Regions from separate parts of the Mus musculus genome. Here region 2 is linked to region 1. Evidence: chromatin contacts called from public Hi-C data. All regions are on one chromosome and are shown on one strand. The core of a region is the stretch at or near the end of the contact, and the rest is flanking DNA. Distances in the headings are between cores, read along the strand shown. Region 1 overlaps Gm35218 (a long non-coding RNA gene). Region 2 has its middle 14 kb from the start of Gm41208.

Region 1 (4,164 bases), core at 256-2,755:
CCTGAACCAATTTAATTTTTAACTATAAATATACTCCTTTTTAAAGAAGCCATTATTCTTTACATTACAGCTGCAGGACTGCCCTTTTTTCAGTATGCCACAGTCTTAACATTCCTTGGTATGTATGATGTAACAACATGAACAGTTGTGCCCCTAATGCATTTTCTGACTATGTGGTCAGTTTTGCTTTTTCTCTATTTTTTCCTCTTTTTTCTTGAACCTATTTTTTTCTTCTTTCAAATAAGGAAGATAGAACCAAAATGATAATCCAATGGCTTCTTATTATTCTTCGATTTGGTTTCCTGCCTCATCTTGCGATTGCCCTTACTGGGAGGAGAGAGAAACGAAAGACTGAGAAAGTAAACATGTACAAACTTGGTGATTCTGTGACTCATGTGAGAGTTTTCCTGCCGTTGACTTCATTCTAAGCCAGGCTTAGCACAGAACACTGCCGTCTACTCTCTCTCTCTCTCTCTTTCTCTTTCTTTCTCTCTCTCTCTCTCTCTCTCTCTCTCTTTCTCTCTCTCTCTCTCTCTCTCTCTCTCTCTCTCTCTCTCTCTCTCTCTCTCTCCCTAGAAGTATATGTGATCATATTCTCGAAGTGCCTGCTTGGTGGTCTGTAGTCAGACCCTTATCACACAATAGCATTTTTTTCTTGCTTCCCCAGTACTCCTGCTGATTAAACAACAAGAAACTTTTCTTCTGGTCCTGTCATGATTCGGTAGTAAAGGACAAACTTGATTTCTAGGCTATATAACTCAGGGCCTGGTAAAATATTGGCCAGGAAGTGGACATAGGGAGCAATTACTTTGAACATGTCTGTACCTTGTTAGCAGCTCAAATACTCACGTAATTAATTACACTAATTTAAAGAAAAAATCTAAATATTTGACTTCTTACAATACTAAGAGGATTAAACAATTTGCTATATAAATACTTGCTATTTGGGCATTCTGTGTGGAAGGAAACAGGCTAGTATAACCTGTTTTGTTGTTGTCATCATTTCGTTTTTGGTTTGTTTTGTTTATATTTTTGCTTTGCAAGCCTACTGTGTGTCTTTCCCTGCTCAGGAGAATAAATAAAAAAAGTGTAAGAATTTATTCATATCCTCAAGAAAGTTATAGCCCCACTCAGAGGACTGAAAATAATTTGTTTATTAAGCAAGCAGCAGCAAAGGGAGATCATGTGACCAGTAGACATAAGAATAAGGTTGACCTGACCTATGGTGTAAGAGAAACCATCGTCATGGAGAAAAAGCATTGAACCTCGGAAGCACAGCCATGTGGCATCACCCAGTCAAGAGCATCAGACATGAGGCCCTCTGGCTGCTCCTCCAGGGATGGAAAGGACTTGGCTGCAAAAACTCTAACACTCCCTCCCTTCACACAGGAGGAGAGCATTGCCAGATGCATTTCTGCCCAGGCTGCAAAACAGGACATAGCTCCACACCCGCCCGCTGTCTTTCCTCACACTCACCACCCACGTGTGCTGTCTGGAGCAGGCGGGGAGGAGCTTCAGACCCGCTTCCCCTTCCCCTTTCCGGATGCTCTGCCCAATAACGCCCTTCCAAGCTTTATCCACTTCAAACCCAGATTCTTGAAGCATGCCTCAGGCTTTCTCAGCCCCGTGCTTTTATGTTCACTGTCCTCTCTACTTGGAAGAGCCTCTCTGGCCCCTTTTCTCTGTGGAAATCATTAGTAAAAAATCTTACCCCACCAACTATCCCAATAATATTTTTATTTGTAACTTTAAAAAAGTTTTTAGTATGTTTTTATTTGATTCCTTTCTTTAATTTCATCTACCATCTACCTATGCATACATTCTGTGGTGCATGTGTAAGGTCAGAGGGCAACTTAAGGGAGCAAGGTCTCTCTGACCTTGTGGGTCTTGGGGATTACACTCAATTCTCAGGCTTAACGCCAGGTGCCTTTGTGCACTGAGCCACCCCTATTGCGCTCCACATTACACTCCATGCTGACGTTTCTGTGAATGTCCTCTCCTCATCAAAGTTTCTGAAGGCCAAGGAAGCACCTTTTAGGTTTCTGCTCCCCAATATCCTAATATGTCTCTCCCAAAGAGTACTAAGTATTTATTGCATGGGTCTAAGTTCACCAAGAAGTCCTGGAGCAATGGAGAGGAACCCACAAAGAGGCAAGACACCTCTGGCCTCCATTGTCTACAAGGAAACAGTAGTAGGAATCCCGTGGAATTCATTACAGAGGGTCAACTGTGCTATTTACCGTTACTTATTCTATCTAAGCTATGCAAACTCCTTAGAACTCAGTTTTTTCTTCCTGAAATAGGCATAGCAGAATCCTGTGAGTTGTGTGGAAGCAAGCATAGTGTGTAGGAGGAATATCTAACCATCTATATATCCATACCTCAGGGGATGGATGGGTAAAATGAACCAGCATGGACCAATGATAAAACATGATCAAACATAGTACAATATTTTGTTAAGGCATCTCTTACTCCAGGTGGATGGGTGAGGCCATATATTCAAGTTCTCTTATATTCTCCTGTACACTCCTTGGTGGGATGTTTGCCTAATGAGAGTTCTTCAGGTTTCTCTTCACATCAGCAATGCTTCTTGTAGACATTGTACTGTAGCTGGGTGCCAAGTAAGTGAGGCCTTGGAAATATTTCGATTTGAAACCAAACATGGAGCTGACTGGTTTTGCAGGCTCTCCTCCTTGAGCATTGCGCTACTCCAGGACGGGTAACCTTAGCCTTACACTTCTGTCTACCTTAGCCCCAAGCTAGGGGTGGCTCCAGTGGATAGGACAAAAGTCTGAATGCCTTCCAGGTCCTGTCAGCTCACTGCTTAACTTAGCATAGAAGACAGTTAAAAACCTTTCTGAAGATATTCTGAAAGGCAAAATATAAAGAAGCAATGTATCTAAGTAATATTCAATAAAACCGTAAAACTTTTAAAAGACTAAAAAGATCTGGGTTGTAGACATTGGGTTATAGCAATAGCTTCAAATGGTAGTTTCTACTTCTCGGGTTAGGATTCTTTCTAAAATTACAAATGGACATCTAAGACAGAACCCACTGAATGAAATTTAACCTCCTTTATGAAAAAAGCTATTACTGTGAAGAGCTGACTAAGGCCCCCTTGTATTTTCTCTCTGTGTCTTAGATTTATGTATGCAATTTCTAAACCTGCTTCTGGCCTTGATGGTTTCCAAACTCCCAATATCCAAGAAATGATTTTGTAGTACTACTCTTAGTAAGCCTGCCTGAAATATTCCCAAACCAATGCCTTCCCTACAGCTGTCCCAATGGCCTTCTCTGAAATGTTTTGCAAGAATGGTGTCCATAATGCCCCCAAATCGGCTGACTGGGAGGATAAAGGAACTTCTTTCTATAAACTGAGAAATGTTGCCACATAACGTTCCGTTAGTCAGACCTTTGTGAGCATATTACTTGGTACCCAGCTATGTCTCAGTGATGAGCATTCTAGACAACCAGATTTTATGTTAAAAACAAACAAACGAACACTCCCCACCCAGATTTAGTCAGTGTGATCTATCTCATAATACAGATGTTTCCTCACTATTAATTATTGATTTTGTATTAAGAAAAGTTTGTTTGTTTGCTTGTTTGTTTTAGTATAAAATAGAGTTTTTTAGGGCATCAGGAGGGAGTTGAGAGGGTAGGATAGTAGAAGCAGAGAAAGGCAGAGAGAGAGAGAGAGAGAGAGAGAGAGAGAGAGAGAGAGAGAGAGGGAGGAGGAGGAAGAGGAGGAGGAGGAGAGGTTGGTCGTGAGCACATGGAGAGAGGGGGGAAAGGGGATGGAGAGAGAGAGGGAAAGGGACAAGAGGATAGAGCAGAACCAAGAAGGCGAGAGAGAGAGAGAGAGAGAGAGAGAGAGAGAGAGAGAGAGAGAGAGAAGGGGGTAAGCAGCCCCTTTTATACTAAGTCAGGCATACCTGGCTGTTGCCAGGTAACTATGGGGCAGAGTCTAGACAAAATGCTAACAGTAACAACTTTCTAAACTACATAGACTGACATAACAGTCCAGAAGTTGCCATGGAGACAAATTGGAGAACATCTCCATGATGCAGAATCCTTCAAGTGGCCAGTTTGCAGCCACACCTAGTTCTTCCACTGAAAACCCTTCCCTAGTCTCTTGAAATCACTCAAATTTATAATTGTCTA
Region 2 (4,150 bases), core at 708-3,207, 220 kb before region 1:
GGTAGGCTGAATGGCAGTGTCCGGGTAGACATGGGGCCAGAGGAGTTCTTCATCTTGCTCTGAAGGCAAACAGGAGAAAGACTGGCTTGCAGGCAGCTAGGAGGAGGGTTTCAAAGCCCACCCTGACAGTGACACACTTCCTCCAACAAGGCCACACCTAGTCCAAGAAGGTAACATCTCCTAATAGTGCCACTCCCTGGGCCAAGCATATTCAAACCACCACACAGATCATCACCCAGAGTCCAGAGTTCACACTAGTTAGGATTTTTTTTTTTTCAGTTTCGTTACTTGTTTATTCCATGTGTGTACATGGTCCTGCCAAGGCCAGAGCACATCAGGTGTCATTCTCAGGTGTCACCCACCTTCTCTGAGACAGGATGATCTGGTTGATCAGGAGGTCATCAATTAGGCTGGATCGGCTGGCTGGTGAGCCACAGCGATCCTCTGTCTCCACCCCTTAATACTACAACTGTAAGTGGGAACCGCCACACTTGGGTATCAAACTCAGGCTAACAAATGAAGCAAGTGCTGTAACAATGGATTTGTCTTCCACCAGACTTTGAGGTTGGATCTTATGCTATAGCCTGGGCTGGACCTGAACTTCTGATTTTCCTGTCTGTCACCCAAGTTTATCACCATATCTAACTCATCAAAAGAGTCTGCAAGTGCTAAACTGGATTGGTGTCCCTGGAGGAACCTGAGTTGGCACAGATACTGCCCAGAGTGGAAGGAGAGTTAGCATGCTCTCTCCAGCTTGATGCGATCATCCAGTCTCATCCTAGGGATCCCAAGGTGGGAAGGACCAGCTCTGAGAGAACAGATCTCGAGAGTGGGTTGAGAAGCAGGAACCCTGCTGGCATACCTTCAGGGCAGCTGAGCTGGGCCAGGGTCATGGAAGGTCTCATTGCCATTACCTAGGCTGTGGGAATGACGCGTGACACATTTGGTCGTGTTGATTAGCACACAGGGGCAAGCATAAGTCCAGCAACCTCGGGCCAGGTAAAGACTTTCAACTGAGGAGTAGTGGGATGGGGCATAGGAGTAGAGGTACTCTGGCATCCTCAGGGAGGGGCGGAGAGTGTCTGTGGTCTTCTCAGGAGGAGGTCTGGCCTCAGCGGGCCGTTGAAGGAGGCAGAAACAGTAACCAAGGTTACCCAGCCTGTGCTGCATACTGGGAGGTGTGGTGGCCAGCACCTGGCTGATCCGATTTAATCTTTGTAGCTCTGAGAAGCAGACACATGGGTTACTCCAGCTTTATTGGAGAAGAAACAAATTTTAATTTTGTCCCCATCCACAAAAACTAGCAAAGAAGACATCAAATCCGTTCAATCACTCGTTCATTCATTCATTGCTTTGTCTACGACAGAGTCTTGTATATCTTAGGTTGGCCTCTAATTCAGTATGTGGTCGAGGATGACTTCCAACTCCTAATCCCTCTGCTTTTAACCACCCAGGTCGTGGGATTTTAGGCACGAGCCACCACATCCGGTTTACTCAGTGCCATGTTAGACAAGTACCCAGCAACAACTCTTTTGCTGTTGTCGTTTGCATTTCGGAAACTCTCAAAATGAGGCACCTGAGACATGGAGAGGATTGTTTTCCTTAAATAAGGGATTATCTATCGCATTCCCATCCCCGATCTTGGTTTCTTGGGCAGGTCCGTCTGTTCATCGTCTCGTCCTCCTCATTTGGTTTAAGACAACTATCATAAAATAAAAAGACTCTCAGCGTAGAGGAGTGAGAGGATCTCGTGGGTGCGCGATGTAGTGTTTGATTACTGTTAAGGAGTCCTGCTGAAAGGGAAAAAAATCAGTTTACTAATTACAAATAAGTCTGGGCTCAGGTGGAATACCAGACACCAACACTAGGGGGAGCTGTGGGGCATTCTTGTGCCTCTCATCTTTTTTTTCCCAACCCTGTGGCTTTGGGCAGAGGCTCCTGAGACAAACTCCACAGATCTTGGCCTCCAGCCCTTGCTGGATTGTGTTGGAGCCCGAGACTGGCTTGTTGTCATTAATACAATTTGTTTCATAAACTCTGTTTGTTCGTTCGTTCGTTTGTTTGCATTTCAGCGAGCCTCAGAATGAGACCCTGGAGGCACGGCAAGGAGTGCTTTTCTTACTGAAGGCATTATTTATCACAGTATCCTTATCTGAAGTGATGATTCTCATTCTCCAAATTGAATTTAATTAATTTTCATATTTCAAGAGCTTGATAGCTGCTAGCCATATCCCCTTTGCCAGCAGCTTCTGAAAAAAAAATCACTGTCTTTTCTTTGACATCCTAACATCGTGAACACACCCCTCTGGAGTAAACTAATAGATATGCCAGGCCACACCGAAGAATTCTCTGGTCAAAGGTGAGTCTCTCAGTAAAACACAGCCCAGGAGTTTGCAGCCAACAGACCGAGACAGTGGGAAGGGGGGGCTATTCCAGGCAGGAGATAGATACCTTTCTTTTTCTTACATTCTGGAAAGTGGTCTGAGAGAGACCCCAGAGCAGAAGTAGATGCCACTCAAACAGTTCCATCAAGGTAGAAGGCCCTTTGTGTAGGGTCTAGCCAGGGCCTTGCATGTGTGTCTTTTAGACATTGTTATTGGCTCAGGAACCCCCCAAGACCAAGTTCTCAGCACCAAGGAGATTTGTCTGTCCCACAGGGACAGAGGGCAGGGAATGAGAGACAAAGAGGAGGAGGAGAAGGGGAAGGAGACAAATGAGAGGGGAAGGGGTATTTGTTCTGGGGAACAAAGGACTGCCTCTGGTTAGAGAGGAGACAGACATGGCCCATAGGAAAGTGGTGGTTTATAAAGGTAAAGGGGGAAACCCTGTTTTAGGATGAGGTGTTTAATTGTAACTGGGCATATTAACTACATGTGTCAAAAGGGGGCTTTTCATTACTGGATTTCCAATACCTTGAGAGCTGAACCTTGGCAGTCAGCCTCAGGAGGAAGAAATGGCTAAATAAGGGAATGGTCCTTGATGGCTAGCTTTAGGAATAGAATTCTTTTTTTTTTTTTTTTTTATTGGCAAGGCAGAGAGAACAAGGGAGAAGATCAAGGCCTATCAGAGCCACATGCTCAAGGCCCTTCAGTATCCACGGGACCTTGCAAACCAATTTTCCATGTTTGTTTTCCAGTGTCTTAGAGGAAGTTCATGCCTGAGGCTGATGTCCACTCGAGTTTTGGCCCTTCAGACCTCCTCCCTGTCCAGGCCACGGCTTCTTCTGGCTAGCTGGGGCCTCAGGCTGTATCTAGATGTTTGGGCCTGGCCCAAGGGTTTCTAGTTTATTGATCATACAGCAGTATGTCCACAAATAGCATTAGCACAAGAGTAGTGTTATACAGTGTTCAAACCCGTAACTCACTGTACAGAGCTTGCATGTGCTCAGTGTGAGCCAGATTCTAGCTTTAACTCCTAGCAAAATATTCTCTCTCTCTCTCTCTCTCTCTCTCTCTCTCTCTCACACACACACACACACACACACACACATACACACACACACATTTGTGCACATGCACACACATGCTTTTACACATAGGAACACACACAATCATATACACATACACACATACATGCACACACATATAGACGCATGAACATGCACATTCAACATACATAAGCACAAACACCCATGCAAGACACCCAAACACAAACATGTACATATAGAAACACACACATGCACACAGATATATGGACACACACACACACACACACACACACGAACATGTATATGGCACAAACATATATGCAAACAGAAAAATAGAAACATAATATGCATATGTGCAAACACACATTCAAACTTACATACACACTTCAGAATTTATACACATGAATACACACACATGCGCGCGCGCACACACACACATACACTAGCCCAAGCAGAGCATCAAGACATAATATCTTTGTATTTTCAGAAGATTGTTCAATTGACACCTCACGACCTACAATCAGTACTCTGATCAGATCAATGATGATGTGGTGCTAGACATACAGCAGGGTTTTGCTCCCCAATAGCTACGGCACGGAGTGTTGATATAAGCGCCACGGTCCATAAGGCATCTCATGTATTAACACTTGGCTTACTCCTTACAATGGCCTGGCTTCAGCCTGAGGAGGCTCAGGCACAGAGAGTCTGTCAAGGTTAATCATC

What was found. Hi-C and Micro-C count contacts between places; a contact is called where the count stands out from the background.
Region 2: a Hi-C map of uterus shows a contact between it and region 1, with 4 times the contacts expected there. The contact joins two enhancer-like sites. A contact is called at or near these places in 1 of 15 datasets of contacts at CTCF or cohesin (large pre-B cells), 1 of 484 Hi-C or Micro-C datasets (uterus) and 4 of 115 datasets of contacts at active chromatin or transcription factors (CD8 T cells, acute myeloid leukemia, embryonic stem cells and 1 more).

The regions. Positions count from the first base shown.
Region 1 is chr14:72,780,697-72,784,860 of GRCm38.p6, reverse strand. The region is part of intron 5 of Gm35218 (a long non-coding RNA gene); the gene reads left to right. Among named protein-coding and RNA genes, the nearest start is that of Gm35218, 25 kb to the left of the region's middle. Within about 2 kb of position 1,505, at least 75 of the 459 cell types and tissues checked have an H3K27ac peak or open chromatin away from gene starts, as enhancers often do. A contact at or near this core is called in uterus, where this site is marked.
Region 2 is chr14:72,998,283-73,002,432 of GRCm38.p6, reverse strand. No RefSeq gene overlaps it. Among named protein-coding and RNA genes, the nearest start is that of Gm41208, 14 kb to the left of the region's middle. Within about 2 kb of position 1,957, at least 12 of the 459 cell types and tissues checked have an H3K27ac peak or open chromatin away from gene starts, as enhancers often do. A contact at or near this core is called in uterus, where this site is marked.